2 separate regions of the Sus scrofa genome follow, and region 1 is linked to region 2. Evidence: chromatin contacts called from public HiChIP or PLAC-seq data. All regions are on one chromosome and are shown on one strand. The core of a region is the stretch at or near the end of the contact, and the rest is flanking DNA. Distances in the headings are between cores, read along the strand shown. Region 1 holds the start of AHI1 (jouberin). Region 2 holds the start of MTFR2 (mitochondrial fission regulator 2).

Region 1 (3,478 bases), core at 51-2,550, 660 kb after region 2:
GAAACTAGTCAGGGAGATGGAATGTCTTGTACCCTAAGCAAAGTAACTTGACTTTCTCATACAGATCATCTTTGAAGATTTTTTAGGAAAGTGACATATCAGATCTACATTTTCAGTGAGGCCATCCTGATAACAGTGCACAGAATGGCATTCAGGGATCAAAACTATAGTTGAGTGACTGGTAAAGAGGCCATCTCGCAATAAGTGCTAAAACCTGGCCTGAAGCTGTGGGAGTTAAGATAGACTATACCCTGGGCGGGCGTGTTAAAAAGGTAGAATGGACATGATTTAATGTTTAGAGGCTTTTAGGATGTTCTACAGGTTTTTAAGTAGAACACTGGGAGGAAAAAAAAACAAGATAGAAATCCTGCAAGAGGATTCAATTTTAGGTGGAAAGATGGGGCTCCATTGGATTGGTAGTATTTCTCAGACTTATCACGGGATCTAGAGAAACAAATGAGATATGCTTTGTAGGGTGTGGTGATGCCAATGGGAATAGAAAAGCTGGCCTCCAAAGAAATATGCACAATATTCTTACAGTAGAAACGAAGCAACAGGTTTTAAGAGTGTGACTACAACTGCAGAAAATTCAAGAGTCGGGGAGGAAGAGTGACTTGCCTAGTATTTTTCCGTCCCTGGTGACTCAGAGCTAAAGATGGCGCCTGTGGCAAAAACTAGACGTGGGAGGGGGCACTGGAGCAGCAAAAGATGACTTTTTTTAAGGTTGCAGTTCTACTTTAAACACATAGGGAGATACCTCCGCACCAGACGAACTGTGGATAATTATTGTCCTTAAGATTTGGACCGCAGTACAACTCTTGCCTTCTCCACGCTTGAAAGGAGGTTTCACCGTGTGGGCGCGATGGGGTGGGAGGGGCCGAGTGTGTTTCTTTGCCTCGTTCACGTCTCAGTCTTGGCAGGTTCCAAGACAGAAAACCTTCCTGTTTTGCTCAACGCCGGCTACTTTCTGAGGCGCAGAGTGCTTCTTCGGGGGTGACAGTGGGGATGAGAGCAGGCTCTGCGGGGAACCTGTACATTCCTAGGGTCCCTTTCCCCTCCAAGGGGAATGCACCCTTTCTCTTAGGACGGCCGAGGCTTCGCGCTCTCCGCGCGGGCGTCAGGAGTTCAGCGCGCGGCCGCTAAGCGCGTGCCCGGCGGCAGTCTGAGGGCCCGTGAGCGAGCGCGCGCGCCGCCGCCGTAGAAGCCGCACTGCAGCACCTCCAGGCCCAGCGTAGGCGGCGCGGGGGCGGGGCCGCGGGGGGGCGTGGCGCGGCGTGGCTGGGAGAGGGGCACCAGGCAGGGCCGCGGTCCAGGCAGCAAGCGATGGCCGCTTCGGTTGCCATGGGGACGGCGGCGTAGGCAGGGGCTGACGTCAGAGGGTGGCTAGCTGCCCGCACTGCGGCACCCAGCGGGTTCTCAGAGCCCGGGTGGCTGGCGGCTGGGGCGGCTGCGCGGCCGCCTCACTCCCCGCCCGCCCCGCCTGGGCTCTTTTTCCGATCCCGGGGTTGGCTTCGGCGGGACCGGCAGTTGGCTGCTCTGCTCCCTTTTCTCCGTGAGTATCCTGCAGGCCTCCTGGTGGCCGGAGCCCGGGCCCGAGAGCTCGGCCTGCCCTAGCGCTCTCCTACGGCAGCGGCGCGGGCATGGAGGGCTGCTGGGGTCCGAGGGCGCGGGGGCGGCGGGCCGGGGAGGCAGAGAGGGGGCCGTGCTGCGCCACTGCAGTCTGATGGTCCCAGGACCGCGTAGTATAGGGATGTGGTTTTTGAGTTATCTCTGCGTACTTTTCTGCTCCGTTTCCTGGGCTTCTCTTCTGTGGAGAGTTGAGCCTGGAATGCTGAAAGAGTGAATGCAATCCTTTGCCTTACCGATTCCAGATTCTGGTTTAACAACGTTTAAATCAGATGCGCACTAAGTACGTTTATTTCTTTTTAGGGTGACAACCTGGTGCTGAATCTTGAACCTGTGAAATGCCTTCTTAATTACATCTGAGAAAAGGTGATCGATTTGTTACGTATATCAATAGGGTCGTTTCATATGTATACAAATAGAAGAAAATGTATGCTATTAAGCAGTCCTATCGAATTGCTGTGCTGCATTTCAGCATTACTGTGAAAAACATTTACTGAGCAGAGTATACGACTCTTCCTTTTCTTAAGAAAAAGATACTAAACAGTTTTTTCACCTGTTGCGTTTACGATTGCTGTTAACTGCTTGGATGTTCAGGAAGAAGATTGCTTGTTAAGAGGATTGAGAAATTAAAAAAAAATGTATTTGAAGGAAGTTCAAATACCACTAATTTTTTAAAATCGTATTTAAAACCAGATGTTTATGGAGACCATCTTGATTTATTAATTGAATTATATATATGAGGTTTTGTTTGTTTTGTTATTACTCTGCTATAAAATTCGGTTAAGGAGTGAATTATCCAAGCCTCTGCTTTTTCTTCGCTTGGTCTTTAGTCAGTTATCGGCTGATAATCAGGTATTAAGAGAAAAAAATAATAAAATGAGATGAAATGTAGTTCAGTTAATTTTCCTACTTGGTATCTCTTAGCAGGTCCCGTAAAAGGGTTTGTGAGGGAGAAACTTTTAAATATAATGACATATTTGAGGTTCATGAATGTCGTTTTAAGTTAAATCTTAATTTTTGCTGATGATGTTATTCATATATTAGTTATTCTGTAATGTATTTGCTGTAGTACACATTAACATTTAGAGATGATTATTTCTGTATTTGCTATGTTTATTAAACAATATTAATGTTTACTAATTGGATTGTACATTAGAGTACTAAATAATATATACATAATTTAATGTATTTTGTATATCACATAATTGTTTATTTTTAATACTGTAATAATGGACATAAAGTAATATGCGGGTCATTGTGCCGATCACGTTGCTTTTCAGTATTTCCCTTTTCTCCTTACAGTGAAGTAGGTGCCACTTTAATTTACCAGGCAAAAAACAAAGCAAAAAAAATAAGCCTTGGTGAATCAGTTAAATGTCAAAACAAGAACTTAAGGCAGAGTCATTTTGATCCCAGAACCATTATTACTGCACCCCTCCCCTTTTAAAATGAGAATATTTAGATGAAGAGCGCACCCACGTAGCCCTCCACAAGTCAGCAGTTTGGTGGGGGTCACAGCGTTTTGCCAGGGTGCAAATTCAGCGCTGAGGTAGAAAGAGGTTTGTAAATCAAGGCAGTGGGAACACAGAGGAGACGTATTTAATGATTGCTGTTACCTCCTGGGCTTTCAGGAAGAAGATTGCTTGTTATGAGGACTCTGGGAACTTTTTAAAAATATATATTTTAAGGAAATTCAAATTCAAAAGTTTTTTACACCATGTTTAGAATCTTGTTTATTTATAGAAACTGTCTCTAAGCCCTCAAAGTTAGAGAGCTCCGGAGAGAAGGCGCCTATACCCACCTGGGTCCTTGGGTTCTTTGATCGGTAGAAATTGTTGAGGCCAGACTGGAA
Region 2 (3,333 bases), core at 516-3,015:
AGGCAGCAATTCACTTTTTTGCTTTTACAGAGGTCTAAATATTTTTGTTCAAAAATTGTATGAGTAGCTAATAAACACATAAGACCTCTGGATTGAAACACTACTACAATAACTGTCCTACTGTTTCTTTTATATAAGTTATTTAAAGGTTTGAATAAAGTAAATCCTGCTTTTAGACTTAAAAACGGTTAACTTAGATTTTGTAATTTTAATATATCACAAGTAAATAGCAATTTATATAGAGTAGGTATAGATAGGTAGCTCTCTTACATAATCATTTCCATTATCAATATAAAAAGCAGGAGACTTTCAGGACAATTTAATTTGAAATATGATTTTAATATCAAGGAAAATCTTGATCTTAGTGTCATAATATTTAAAAATTTTAAATAAACAAGTGTAAAGTTTTAATGAACCTTTAAGAGGTAGTTGATCTCTTAAATAGTGCTGGTTGGTTTAAGTGTACTGCATTCTACTACCCCTGAGAGGTTTCAAGCATAGGCAACAGAACAGAAGGAAAAAGGCTCTAAGTATTTTTCTTTCTTTTTGGAATGTAAAACTTCTGGGCATGTGCATCCCAACCTGGATATCCCCTTTTCATGAGATCCTATGGTTAGGGTTGGAGAGGCTATTATTGAAAGTCCAACAGATAGCACTCTTCAAAAGTGCTGGAGGTACAGAATGGGTCAAAAAGTTCCTATTCTGGAGTTTAGTTAGGCAACAGGTGGAGCATAAATATACATGATCCAAGTGCTATACAGAAAAATCAAGGGAAGGGGAGAGAGAGATGCTATTTATATATGGTGCTCAGGGAAATCCTCTCTGAAGTCTCCACTAGAATGTAAGCTCCAGGAAGTCAGGGACCTTAGCTGCCTTGCTCATTGCATTCCTTTTGCTCAGAAGGATGCGGGGCACATAGTAGACATTCATTGTAGTTGAATGAATTAAATGTGGGCACAGAGAAATCAGTTGAAAAATCCTCCAGTTTGTTAATTGTGAGGGTGAGCAGCAGATACAGCTGATCTTAATTATGTCACTCTAATGCAGTTTCGCTGAAATACGAGAAGCAGTACTATTGTCTAGTTTGAAGCCACTAACCTCAAATAAGGTATCACCTGTCATGAGTCGGTCGTCACTTTTGGCATCCTCTACTAAACCAGGTCAGCGTTCGGTCCATATTTGGCAGCATGGATAACCGAGAACGATTCGTCAATGAGCATTCTAAGTATGGCAATGCTGCAGATTCATCGATGACAGCGTTTAACTTCTGTTAATCCCAGAAGCATATAATAGATGTTCGCTGAATGGATGAATGAATATGAAACAGTAATCGTGACTCTCCACGAGAAGCAGACTTGGGAGAGCGGTCCCACTTCCAGTCTGGAGATAGGGGATGACATACTCTTCCCGCCAAGACATGTGGGGGGCAAGAAACCCGGTTTGCGATCCTGACCCCGAGGACCATAATCTCTCCCAACCGCCGAACCGTAGCCTGGAGCCTTCATGAGCGCGGGGGAGTTCTAAAGGCGCGTCAAGGGCCTGCGTCACCAGCTTGCGTCACCAGGCCCGCGCGCCCCGCCCCGCCCACCCGCCGGCTGTAGGTCTCCACTGGCTGCCTCGTTGGAGGCCCGCCCTCTTGAAGGAGAAGGAAACCCCGGTAGCCGGTCTAAATAATCTTAACTAACCATTTCTTAACCAATCACTAGCAGCGATCTTCAGCCTTATCCAATGAGATCGGGCACCCGTCGCGGCCCGCGGAGTTTAATTTTCCTCCAGGAACGCGGAAGTAGCGAGCGGGTCGTGGAGCCGAAGTACAGTTTGAGAGACTCCCGGGAGGGGGCTGCTCCTCCCGCAGAGTTAACGCTGCCGAGCAAGGGGGCTCCAGGGCCGAGCCCCGGGCTAGCGAGGCGCCGTTACCGCCCGTGGCCCGCAAGCTGAGGTGCGCGGGCGAGCGCGCTTCGACGTCTGAAAGCTCCTGGACCAGGACGAGTGCATGTCAGGCCTCGTCCTCTGCGGATTCCGCGGGAGGTTCCTTAACCATTTCAGCTTGAAGTTCCGGTGTTTGCCGGGAGGCTGGGCTTCGGAGGGAGGTGAGTCCGGTGACCTTGCTGAGTTTGGAGAGACCCGAAGGACGCTTGGGGCCAAAGCGTGTGACATGACTGGGCACTAGTCTCGGCCTGTTATTCAGTAGTTGGGTGACTAAGTCACGTCATCTATCTGGGGTTCATATTCCTTCTTTAAAGTGAGCGTGTGGGATGGGTGGTACTCTGATAAGTTAATGAGGAAGAGTTGCCTTTCATTTTGTCAAAGCCTTGAATTACTCCTTGCCTACTTTCAAGGATGGGCTGAACTCATCGCTTTTCCTAAGAGTCTCAACTCAAAGCTTTCGGGGAGAGCGTCTCTATTGTAATTAACCTGAAGGCTTCCCTGCTGTTTCCAATCTATCGTTGATTATTAACTAGGTCCCTTCAGAGGCTCAAAAAAAAAAAAAAGAAATCCTATGAATTTTTTAATGCATCTTAACTGATAAATTGAAGTTTCTCTTCCCAGCCCTTCCCCATTCATATTCTCTCTTCTCATCAAAATATTGCTGGACAGAGAAATTAGTTGATGGTGTAATGTGTAACGAAAGAATTTTCCCACAATTTGTGCGACAATTGTTTATCCAGTAATAATTAAAATTTCTTTTTCCCTGAAGGTATCAAGAAACTGATAATGTTTCCTTGAATTTGCTTCTGTCTTTGCTTCATCAATGTCCTTCATATTGAGTATTTTAAGAGTGATGCTGGAATATTTTGGTGTTCCCATAAACCAGGTAAATGTCTTTTAATGGATTTGAATGAACCTGTTGTATTTGTTTTGGGTCTCACTTTGGGACTAATGTATATGTCAACATTCAAGGCAAAATTGTTACATCTCAATAGGTGTAATGGAGGTGAGTTTGCAATAGTGTAGCTTCCATAGTCTGAGTTAAAAAAGGAGGTAAGATTATTAGGAACCTGTTTACTTGTTAGGTCAAATGGCAACAGAAGATACAAAGGAAGATGCAAAAGATAGACAAAACCTTCATAGGTAAAATATTTTAAAAACTTACATAGAATGGTGAGTTATAGTTCAACAAATTCAGAATAAATCTTAAGGAGAGAGATTTACTTAGGTGTGAGAATTATAAACAAATCAGATTCTGCCTATTGAGTAGCTACTACATCCAAGACAATATGCATGGTTCTGTGGGTGATGCAGAGTAGCAATGCATGGTTCTTGTATTCGTGATGCTTAAAATATAGTAGGAGGTATAAGAAACATAAACAGATACCCATAATACAAGTCTGA

The links. HiChIP or PLAC-seq counts read pairs in DNA pulled down with a chosen protein or histone mark.
Region 1: an H3K27ac HiChIP or PLAC-seq map of alveolar macrophages shows a contact between it and region 2. The contact joins the promoter of AHI1 here to the promoter of MTFR2 in region 2. A contact is called at or near these places in 1 of 5 promoter capture datasets (fetal skeletal muscle), 1 of 47 Hi-C or Micro-C datasets (heart right ventricle) and 2 of 2 datasets of contacts at active chromatin or transcription factors (alveolar macrophages and skeletal muscle).

Annotation. Positions count from the first base shown.
Region 1 is chr1:28,564,979-28,568,456 of Sscrofa11.1, forward strand. It overlaps AHI1 (jouberin), which reads left to right and starts at 1,301. Exons shown (of 28, transcript XM_003121183.6): 1 at 1,301-1,552; 2 at 1,930-1,992.
Region 2 is chr1:27,907,024-27,910,356 of Sscrofa11.1, forward strand. MTFR2 (mitochondrial fission regulator 2) reads left to right here and starts at 1,766. Exons shown (of 7, transcript NM_001190176.1): 1 at 1,766-2,090; 2 at 2,699-2,815. The coding sequence starts at 2,753.